Linked DNA regions of Mus musculus: all the other regions are linked to region 1. The links are chromatin contacts, called in public Hi-C and HiChIP or PLAC-seq maps. All regions are on one chromosome and are shown on one strand. The core of a region is the stretch at or near the end of the contact, and the rest is flanking DNA. Distances in the headings are between cores, read along the strand shown.

The links. HiChIP or PLAC-seq counts read pairs in DNA pulled down with a chosen protein or histone mark. A called contact is a pair of places that touch in the nucleus more often than the background predicts.
Region 2: a contact with region 1 is called in a CTCF HiChIP or PLAC-seq map of pro-B cells, with 20 times the contacts expected there. The contact joins the promoter of Hook1 here to the enhancer-like site in region 1. A contact is called at or near these places in 1 of 39 promoter capture datasets (embryonic stem cells), 1 of 15 datasets of contacts at CTCF or cohesin (pro-B cells), 2 of 484 Hi-C or Micro-C datasets (bone marrow-derived macrophages and embryonic stem cells), 11 of 115 datasets of contacts at active chromatin or transcription factors (embryonic forebrain, embryonic limb bud, embryonic stem cells and 5 more) and 2 of 9 other capture datasets (liver and macrophages).
Region 3: a Hi-C map of bone marrow-derived macrophages shows a contact between it and region 1, with 21 read pairs. The contact joins two enhancer-like sites. A contact is called at or near these places in 2 of 15 datasets of contacts at CTCF or cohesin (the NIH/3T3 cell line and large pre-B cells), 4 of 484 Hi-C or Micro-C datasets (bone marrow-derived macrophages, group 2 innate lymphoid cells and neutrophils) and 4 of 115 datasets of contacts at active chromatin or transcription factors (CD8 T cells, T-cell acute lymphoblastic leukemia, embryonic stem cells and 1 more).

What each region holds. Positions count from the first base shown.
Region 1 is chr4:94,998,893-95,002,416 of GRCm38.p6, forward strand. The region is part of intron 2 of Gm12694 (a long non-coding RNA gene); the gene reads left to right. Among named protein-coding and RNA genes, the nearest start is that of Gm12694, 22 kb to the left of the region's middle. Within about 2 kb of position 1,694, at least 69 of the 459 cell types and tissues checked have an H3K27ac peak or open chromatin away from gene starts, as enhancers often do. A contact at or near this core is called in bone marrow-derived macrophages and pro-B cells, where this site is marked.
Region 2 is chr4:95,965,756-95,969,279 of GRCm38.p6, forward strand. Hook1 (hook microtubule tethering protein 1) reads left to right here and starts at 1,624. Exons shown (of 22, transcript NM_030014.2): 1 at 1,624-1,801. The coding sequence starts at 1,739. 9530080O11Rik (RIKEN cDNA 9530080O11 gene) reads right to left here and starts at 1,900. Exons shown (of 2, transcript NR_045776.1): 1 at 1,369-1,900.
Region 3 is chr4:95,776,038-95,779,561 of GRCm38.p6, forward strand. The region is part of intron 8 of Fggy (FGGY carbohydrate kinase domain containing); the gene reads left to right. Among named protein-coding and RNA genes, the nearest start is that of Hook1, 190 kb to the right of the region's middle. Within about 2 kb of position 2,009, at least 31 of the 459 cell types and tissues checked have an H3K27ac peak or open chromatin away from gene starts, as enhancers often do. A contact at or near this core is called in bone marrow-derived macrophages, where this site is marked.

The DNA of each region.
Region 1 (3,524 bases), core at 444-2,943:
GTTCTGGGTACATACTACTGTTTAAAAAAAAATTACACATGTATATACACCTTGACATGTTGTATATTTTAGCCACTATGTTTTAAGAAATTTGAATTAATTAAAATCATCACCATGGGAAGAAAATGCAATATCTTTCTCCTAATAGGCTTTCTATTATCCCTCTATGGCCTATGTAGAAAAAAAAATTAGAAGCAATACAATGACCAAAATGAAACAAATTGGAAATTTATAATCTAAAAAAAAAATACTAAGTGAACAAATAAACAGAATTCAATAAATTAGACTAAAATTTTGGTTCGGCTAAATATAAAATATTTAGTTTAAACATATACCCCTCCACACTGCTGTTTAGCTGGGAAGTCCTCAGGGCCTTTCCTGCAGAAGTTGTAGAGATGGCATTTGGCTCTGGCATCTTCTGAAGATGTCTCCCTCATGCTTACCACCTAGTGGAGGAGTCTGGGATGACTGCTGCTTTGCATGGCTGGCATCGTCCTCCCACTGGCTTCTCTATTTTCACACATAAAGTACTAAGAGTAGTCAGTCCTTTACACAGCGGCTGCCTTCCCCTGCAGCTGATTTCCCTAGAGACCCAGATGAAAACAGTAGTATTTCTTATGACTTAGCTCTGCCATTCCCCAAGCATGACTTCTGTTCCATTTGGTTGGTCAAGAAAGTCTCTGACTCGTGTAGGGTGGAAGAGGAGGACTAGCTTCCTTCTCTCCATGAGAGGAAGTGAAGAGAGTAGCATGTTTAATTTCCATAACAGAACTTCCATCACGGAAACAGAAGAGCAGAGAAGAGCAGCTCATTGTCTTTGGAAGTTTGATCTTACATGCATATTTTAAATATCATGTGGTTCTCAGAAGAACTCAGGGGAGATGTTATTATCTCCATCTTAGGTGAAGAAATTTTTGCTTCCCTCAAGCCTTGACTTGCTAGTCAATAGCTTAAAAAATTCAAGCCCATTTATTTCTGATTCAAAAGTCCTGGTTTCTTTCTGTGAACTACACAACTACTCAAAATTACATAATTTTCACTTACAGAATATAAAATTCGGTTCTGTAAATGCCTATGAACTAGTAAACTTGGAAAATAGTTTTTACAACCTTACTAGTCCAATATATGCTCTGAGCTAGTATTTAGCAAGCTGCCTATGACCCGGTCCATTGTTTATTGATTTGATGAAGTGCCCTAGCTTAAGCAATTTAACATAAAAGGGACTTCCTTTGGCTTCCTGTTCCACATGATGATGTGCCCATGATGTTGGAGAGGACATGGCAGAAGGCAGAAAAAACATGGTGGCAGGAGTAGGAGGCTGCTGGTCATATTGCACACACACTCAGGAAGCAAAGAAAGACCAGGAAGCAGGGCCATGTCATAAAGCCTCAAGGACTGCCTCCAGGGACTCACTTCTCAAAGGTCCTGTGGCACCAGACTGTGGGGACTCTCCTCATTCAAACCACAGCACCTCACTAGATGGGGGAAGCTGCTTTCAATGAGAGGCTCATGCTGGGAGTGTTCTCACTGTAGAACCAGAGCAGAGCAAGGGACCTGCCACACAGTGGGAGGATGGGATTTCCCAGGACTGTGCTTCTGCGATTCTGATTGAAACTCATAGCATGTCCACTAAATCCTAGGGCTGAGTCTGTCTGTTCACAGCATTTTGTAGAGTCCTTGGCTCACATGCACAGGCTCTAGGGTCCTGTGTGCTCAGCACTGAAAAATGAATAAGAATAACAAAATGGAGATCATGTGACACAAATGAGGCTGAAATATGATAATAAAAGAAAAACCTGAGGAAGGTATTAAAATAAAACAACATGCACTTTAATAATTACAGGCTGGAGCACATCTGTATGGGATGACAGCATTAATGGTTCTCAGACTGTGATGACATTTTAATTAAATCTTAAAAATGCTACTACTAATTAATACTCATAAAAATACAAAAAAAATTTCTGGCAAAAGGCGGCTGTTATGGAAGCTCCCAATGGTCACTTTCTGCAGGTCACTGATAACAAGATGCTGACAACTACAGACCACCTCTGGCCTCAGACCCCGATTTGAGTACATTATCCAGGGTTAGAGCATCCTTGTGGTTTTTTGAAAGAAAATTAAGACTCAGATTCAGACTCAACTTTTTTACTACATGGCTTGTGCCAGACTTCACAGGGCAAACCTAGTAAAAGTGAGGAATAAGGTCTAGTGCCCATAAAGTATTTGTATATTGGCAGAAGCAGAAAAACAATAAGTTAATCATTTTTAAACCTTCATAAAATGTTATCGTGATGTGAAGCTTGAGGCAATACAAGATTGCCTCCCTGAAATTGCCCCAACTTCCAAAATTCCCTGTCATATGATCATATTCTCTTTACCACAACATGATTAATACAAGTTTTCAGGTCTTCCACATCTCATTCTGACTCGTAGCCAGACTTCAAAAGAAGGTCAGAGAATGGGAGAAATGCCCCCCCCCCCTTTCTCCCAAGTTCATGTTTCCATAAAGCCCGTGGCTGCCTCTCTGCTTCTGTAGGAGTACAGACGGGACACGATGGTATGAGAACTTAATTAGAGCATCTGTTCTCCTGTCTGCTGATGAGGAGTTTGTGATCACAAACAACTCAGACAGGGCCATCAGCAGCCTCTGGAGAGGTACCACCCCCATAGCATTTGTGGACCACACACTGGTGTGTGAGTCACCTCTTAGGATGAGTGAAGGTTGACTCAGCTTCAGAGAGCTTCCTATTGAGCCAGCAGTTGCTCTAAGTCTTGGAAAGAGAACAAAACAACTCTGGGAGGAAATGATCATCTCTTCATCAGCTCTGAGGTCGCTAAAGCTGGAAGAGGGCCTTGCTGCTCACTAGCAACAGATTCATGGTTCTCAGGGATCAGAGGCTCAGATCAGCATCTTCTGGAGGGACAACTTCCTCACTTTCCTCAACAGTGCTCTCCAAGGGCATCTGAGACTTACTTCTTCAGGAATGGTTTCTTTTATTCACTTATTGTATGCAAAATAATCCACACATGCTATTTTATCTCAATCTCAAAACAAGCATGATACCTGATCCCAGAACCCTTCTGGATACCCATTACCACAGGCAGTACTGGACCCTGTGTGTGCTATGTTTCTTCCTATACATTATGTTCCTCTGTGTATGTTCCTATAAATTAGGTATACAGAGAGATTAGTGATACTACTAATAAGATAGAACAAATATAAAAATACTATAAATACTCTTAAAACATGACTTTGTAGACTTTTCTACTTAATATTTTGGGGCTGCGATCTAATGTCACTAAATAAAATTAGATTCTTGGGTAAAGGTGACTGCTGTAAGAGATATTCTATCCCAGTTTCTACTTAACTGATTCAAATTTGAGCATAATTAAACAGCTAAAGAACCCATTAGAAATCCGGGAGCCAGTAAGCAGAGAACTGGCTCCAGCCTTCTTGCCCTCAGGTATGGAGACTCAGTGAATGCCTGGTGTCAGGCAGATCTCTCATTCTTCCTTGAGAACAT
Region 2 (3,524 bases), core at 374-2,873, 970 kb after region 1:
AAAACTGCCTGTAAGTCCAGCTCCAAAGGATTTGATGCCCTCTTCTGGCCTTCAAGGGAACCTGCACACATGTTGCAGACACACAGGAATAAAAATAAAAATGTATCTTTAAATTTTCCCAATAAATATGCCAAACTTCCCTTGAATTTTTGCTTTAGATTTATATTCATTTCACACTTGTCAGAATTAGTCTTTTTTTTTTTTTTTTTGCTGTTTTTCAGTAATGTGATTTTCTAACTTTTCAAATTGGAAAGAATTGAAATTTTAGTAGGTCACTTATCTGTGGGTCTCAGTGATAAACGTGCTTTAAAGAGTGTGTGGTTATAGTAATTCACATTGCAAAGTTTACAATTCCCAACTTACATTATTTTCATAATATGTGCTTATATTTTAGCCAGAGATATCTTTAGAAATGTAGAGGCTGTGGTCTCTACCCGTAACATTGAGAGCAACGCGGGTGGTGGTGGGGGGGGGGGAGGGCGGGGGTTGGGAGAGAGTCACAATACCGACTCTTCAATTCTTTAGGCCTATAGTTTTCATGAAGTTTCATTAGTATTTATTGTGTCTAGAATACACTTTAGCAAAATTGTGAGGTTGCGTCGAAAATGCCCTCACTGTATTTTTAAAATGAAACTGATTTATAACAGGGGGTTTATAATTTATTGTCCAACAGTTTTGCTCAACGTTTAAATATAAAAATCACAGAGAGTTAAGCGAACCAGCTGCCTCTTAATACAGAGTATGAATTGATGGATTAATGAATGAGTGAAGTGGTGAGAACCAAGAGTTAGAATAATATTGTAGCCCCTTCCAATAATGACACAATTTATCATGTTGGATTGCCACTTTCCAGATTTTATGGACCATGCCACCAACATCCTCAGTGGACACATCATTATTATTATTTTTTAACATAGAAACGAGCAGGTAGGGTACACAGATACAGCCTATGCTTTTTGAACACTATTTAATTTTGCTATCTAAAAACGGCCTTCCCCTTTGCCCCATTTAAAATGAAATCAGCCACAACCTGTGATTCTGTGAGGGCTTCTTTGACTTAGGCAGCATGGAGGTCTGTTTTTTCCTTAGGAAACACGTTTCTTGGTCACGTGGTTCCTCTTGCTTTGGGGGTTTCAATTCCTGAGCACTGTGGTGGGGAATGAGAAGAGGCTGGAGGCTGAGAGTGGGTCTGTACTAGTGCTAACCAGGAGAAATGGAAGGTTGGCCTCTGAGCCCTCCACTACCTTTGGCCACTCTAGCTCGCGCAGGCGCGCTCTCCTTCCTACCCCCAGCCCCGCCCTCATTGCACCTGCCAGGTCATAAACCTCCGCCCACCCACACCCGCTTCGCCTGGCGGTCCGGGCTTACCCCTCCTTGATTGGCCAAGAGTCTCTGGAGCGCGTCCAATCAGCAGCCCTCCTGTGCGACCTATTCCCGCTCCTCCCGCCCTGCCGGCCTCGCTGGTGCCCAGCTTCTTTGTGACTGGTGCTCGCAGAGGTCACTCAGCGTGCGGTGTGCGATCGGCGGGCGGGGCCGGCTCAGGTGCCGGGACGCGGGACAGACGCGGTGGGCGAGGGGGCGGTCGCGCCGCGACGTCTGCGCCGTGAGGCTTCGCGCGTGAGTGGCGCGGGCGCCAGGCCTGGCCGCCGAGCTCCAGTGGCGGGCGCGGAGGTCGTTGACGCGGGCCCGGTCGGAGGCGCGTCCGTCGCTGTGAGCGCGGCGTCGAGGTTCTCGGACCATGGAGGACCCGCAGCCGCTGCCACAGTCCGAGCTGCCGCTGTGTGACAGCCTCATCATCTGGGTGAGTGTAGTTCCACGCTTGCCAGCGAGGCCACCTGCGGGGCGAGCGGAGCACGGAGCCTCCGGCTGCCACGTACACCTCCTCCGCAACCCTTCCGTCCCAGCCTCTGAGAGCTCCGCCTCGCACAGGTGACCAGGAGGCGCTGGCAGCCTCGGTTCCCAGATTGCTGTCCTTTTGGGCCCACACAGCACCCATGGCGGTGTAGACACAGCTGAGAGAGATGGCCAAATTACCTTTGATGTGGGAGCTCTTTTTCATTTTTTCCCCCTCTTCCTCCCCTTCCCATCTTAATACCTTTCTTTTTTTAAAGTAAAAAAGAATTGGCTTTTTTTGTTTACGCTTGATCCATGTGCAGGATTTTTTTAGCGCAGATTGCCTCAGTCCTCATTTTTTCCCAGTATTCCGGTGAGCCAAATGGTTTCTAACCTGTTGGAATTTCCTAGATATGACAGAACTGCCGTCCAGGTGTGATTTCTAGGCCTTTATTGTGCTAGGATAGTGTTTGATGCCCTACAGTTGGGTGTTGATAGCGCTGATGGCTCAACTCAGTTGTATAATTGTGAAGAGAGTCTGATTGGAATGTAAGTAGACTGGATCAGGAGGATTACATCCTCCAAGAGATTGACTGGCCATCTTCTAATACTAGCAAATCCAAAGGACAAATAGGGAAGATCTCTATGAGTGTTTGAAATTTGTAGTCACTTTTGCACTTTAGACTTTGATAACATGTTTTAAGTAGAATGTAGTTAGGATCTCAGGGTTAAAGCGTTTAGCTCACTGTAGACCTGCATGTTTATTTAAATTACTATTTAGGTTTAGATATTGTATTTAAGATTGTTAGGAAAGAAGGCAGTATTACTTTAATGATCCCATTTGTTTAAAAACAAATGTCTAATCATAGGGTGTATTCAGGTCTGCAATTTTGTGCTCTGATCATCTGACTGAGATGGTAAACTGGGTTCTTTATGATGTCACTGACTTCCCTATGAGGTCACATGGAGTTCAAGAGTTTCTTAAACTATACTGCAATATTTCCAAGTGCTATGACCATATCCTTTCTTAAAGCAGTATTTTGACTTCCTACTTTGTGCTGGCCTCACAGGAATTAGTTTAACTAGCAGAGTTGTGTATCATTACAATGAAAGGCAAAGTTCCCCAAGATCTAGAGAGAGAGAGAGAAAGAGAGAGAGAGAAACAGAGAGAGAGAGGGAGAGACACACAGAGAGAGAGAGAATGAACCAGATAAGGATTCATAGACAATAGAGGGTGAGAGGGTGGTTGGTTAGCTCTTGCTAATTGGCTCCTGCAGTGATCTCCCAGGCTGTTGTACACTGGAGAAAATTGAATGGCTGAAAATCAGTTATTGCTTCTAATCATGGCGGTAGATGCACTGTTCTCCCTGACACTGTCCAGCTTGGTGATGGGGAAGGACATGGTGGTTCTGATTCTTTTTAGGACGCTTCATTGATGCCCTGCTTGGCTCTTCTTGGAACCGAATTTTGACTTTCAGGCACAATACCACCTCCTCAGCTTTGGGTCTTCCTTTAAACTCTGTTCCTTCTAACTCTTTTAGAGCATTGTTCTGCCATTTATTTTCTTTTTGCTGTTGAATCTGTCTAACCCTGACCCCCAACTAAACAAGGGATCTCTGCATGTGCTCTTCTGATGGAGCTGTGTCCTCAACCTCCTTTTTACTTAAGTCAAGACACAGTCTAAGATTTCC
Region 3 (3,524 bases), core at 759-3,258, 780 kb after region 1:
GATTTAACACATAGCTTAAACATCATAAACACAAGACATACATTAATGGATGATAATTTCTACCCCTAGTGAAATGGATAGTAAACATCAAACCGCAAGTTGAGGGATGTAAAATCTAAGTCTAAAAAAAAAAAAAAGGAAAAGAAAAGAAAAATACATATTTTTAAAACGGTACCTCAGTTTATGCATTTTACTGTTGTTACAGTTGTTGCTGAGACAGGTTCTCACTCTATAGTTAACCTGGAACTCAGTGTGTAGACCAGGCTAGCATCAAACTCACAGAGGTCTTATATTATCTGTCTCCCATAGGCTAGTGTTAAAGACTTGGGGGCACGGTGTATGATTTGTAAAGAATAGGAATGTGTTGGACAATAGGTCAAAGATGAGATATACATTTATGTTTAAGAATAATGACAGCTAGGATGTATTGGGTACAAATACCAATACACTGAGTGTATCGTTTTTCCCTAGGTAGTCTGTATATAGAATTTCTAATTATAACAACGTATTAAAGTCCCTTAATGGACAAAACATTCACAGCTCTATAATAAAGATGCAGATGCCATATTTTTTCATCAGAATAAAGTTTAGTGCTAATATATTCAAAATAAATAGAACTTAAAAGTCTTAAGATGGGGTTCCCATAAAGTACTAAATAGATTACATTTCCCTGTGTAATATATGATGGAAGTGACATCATAGAGACTTTTTTATATATTCTTTGAAAGATACTCTTCTTCTTGATGAATATCTTATGAATGTCCCTGGGACCAGTTTGAGCTGTGGGGCATGCTCTTAAAAGTCTGCCAGACCCTGAGAGGAACCACACAACCATAGAGAGAAAGCAGACCCCGTGAGCAAAGCCCCAGTGATGGACAGAGGACTTGTTCTTGGTGGCTGTTTAGTTTTTCTTGTTTATGGGGTTTCTTCTTAGAAAGAAATAAAATAAGAATGAAAAAAAGAATTTTTTTTTCTCAATGCTTTTCAGTGTAGGAAGTATTTAAGGAATTCAGTGCCCAGAGGCAGTACAACAGTAAGAACAGGTGATGTTTTCTTTTCTTTTATTCCTTTCTTCTTTCACAAAGGAACTGAGGGCTTTACTCCATGTACCACGGCTAATAAGCGAAAGGGTAACAGCTTGGGTGCCCATCTACACAACCCCTAAGCTGTTTTCATGGCATCCTCTGTTGCTCCATCATTGTTAGCTCAGATTTCAAGGGTTCTATAGCTGATCAGAGTCTGGTTTGCTACAGGAAGGACTCCAGGTTACATGTCATTAGTTGTTTCCCTCTCTATGTTTTCCATTGAGCCGTAAGCCAGTGCAGCTCAGCTAATAGGCACATATCAGACCTGAGAAACTCCAGCCCCAACCATGAGGGCTGATTTAGTAAGGTCTTATGGAAAGCAGTAGATAAGTATCTCTCACTTCATTTTACTTTATTTCATTTATTTACTTATTAGTGCCAGGCTAATACCCAGGGCTTTGTGTATGGTAAGCATGTGCTCTGCTAGGGAGCCATGCCATGAGCCACAGGGTCTATAATTGTAGTGTCTACAAAGGCTGTAATGGGGGATTCAAAAATGCCTGCAACAAATGTCATAAGAGGACAACCGAATCTTTCCACAACTATTTTTCTCCGTCCCTAGCAAAGGATATTTTATATAAACGAGAGCCTAAATGTATGATAAATGGTTCTAAGAGTGAAGTAAATGAATAAATATTAATAAAATACGAATAGCATCAAGCTGAAGAGCCCGTCCCTGGTTGGTGTTGGGCACACTACAGGAATCTCTCAAATCACTATCCTTTCGAAGATGTCCTTTGGAAGGCTTAGGTCCAGCTGTTCTGAGGAGCCATGACAGAGGATCTGGTAAAATCTGCTAGCAATTAGAGACTGTGGAATTTTTATGTTCTCTTGAATAGTGAGAGAGACTGTTTGTATCGCTCTAAAGACAAACCCAGAAACCAAAGTGCAGATGCACCAGGGCACAACAGGAAACCACAAAAGCCTAAGATCTTTCCATGTAAATAAGAAGCTGGCCTTTACTTTTGAATCCACAGTGCAGAGTGGAGCACAGTTGTTAATCCAGCTTTTGCACAGCTCTGCTTTGAGCTTGAGCACAGTTAAACCATGCCACAGGATAAAAAGCACTTAAAAATGCTTGTTTTGATCAGCAAGCTTCATTTGTGTTAGTGAACAGTTTGGGGACACAGGTGCAGTGTGGACTCAGAACCATTAATTGGTCTCCCTTGTTCTTTTTGCAGTGATATTTGAAACCCTACTTCCCTCCACAAAGTTATATTAATCCATATAAATGCACGGGACATTTCCTGTTGACAAGCCTCTCTCACATGTCCCATCCTGGGGCCTCTGGTCCAGGTGCAAAGTGGAGAAACAGTGGTAACAATTCCCATACCTTCTTGTGTTGTTACCTCGATCTACATTTGATCAGTCCTATTACACTGGGAAGTAAGTAATACCGTACAACTGATCATAAAGTTTTTGTAGATAAGGAAAATGTGGTAGAACAAAAACCCATAGGTTTTGTTATTAGGTTGGCAGACCTATGTTCAATATAGAGTGCCTTAGCTCCAAAGTACCTTCCTTGTTCAACACCGACTGCAAGCCAGGCATGGGGCATAACGAAGAGTAGAAGTAGCCCTTGAGTCAGTTATAGTCCAGAGGAAGAGATGGGGAGGAAGCGTAAATTGCATAATCATGTCAAAGTACATTTAAGTATGCATATGCTCAACACTCTACCAATTTCATTCCTAGATAAAATCTTGGGGAAACTCCCGCACTGTGAAACAATATACACAGAGCCTTTTTAATACATCATATATCATACTATCCCCTGTTTGGATTTCCATTAGTAGAACATATTGCTAAACTATCATATTCATATGCTGACTTACATGTTTAATGAATAGACTGCATCTACATATAGTGGATAAGTGCAACAATTATAAAGTAACACAAAGAAGAAATGAGAGAAGTAGGCACAAAAATATTGCATCCATGGAAATTCTAAAAGAAGTAAAAACAAATGATGAAACTTAGGAATTTGGGCTGAACCTAGGAAGACAAAAGGATAATTGCCACAGATCTTAAAACCTTAGTGAATTCTATTTGTTGAAGGTTTTGGCTGTGTAGAACATAACTGCTTTCAGAAGTGGTCTAGAGGAACTGCCATTTGTTGATGAAGGACACATAAGCACTTAGTATTTTTTAAGATGTTCTGTAATTTTTAATCTCCTCTTCTAAGAGTGATATGTGTGCTGGAACCACCATGAAAGGACCCACCATATGGCATACAGTGGTATACCTTGTTTGGGGTACTATGGAGAAGGCTTTAATAAGGAAGGGGTGCTTCAATTGGTGGACTGAATAACTGACTAAGCATAGTTCAGTCGTGATGGGGAAGAGTGTGTATTTGGCACTAGCCAGCAATGGAGAGAAAAAAAGAGTGCAACAGTAGATGTCTAGAATATTGATAGCATTGGCGTAGGGCTGGAGGGAAGG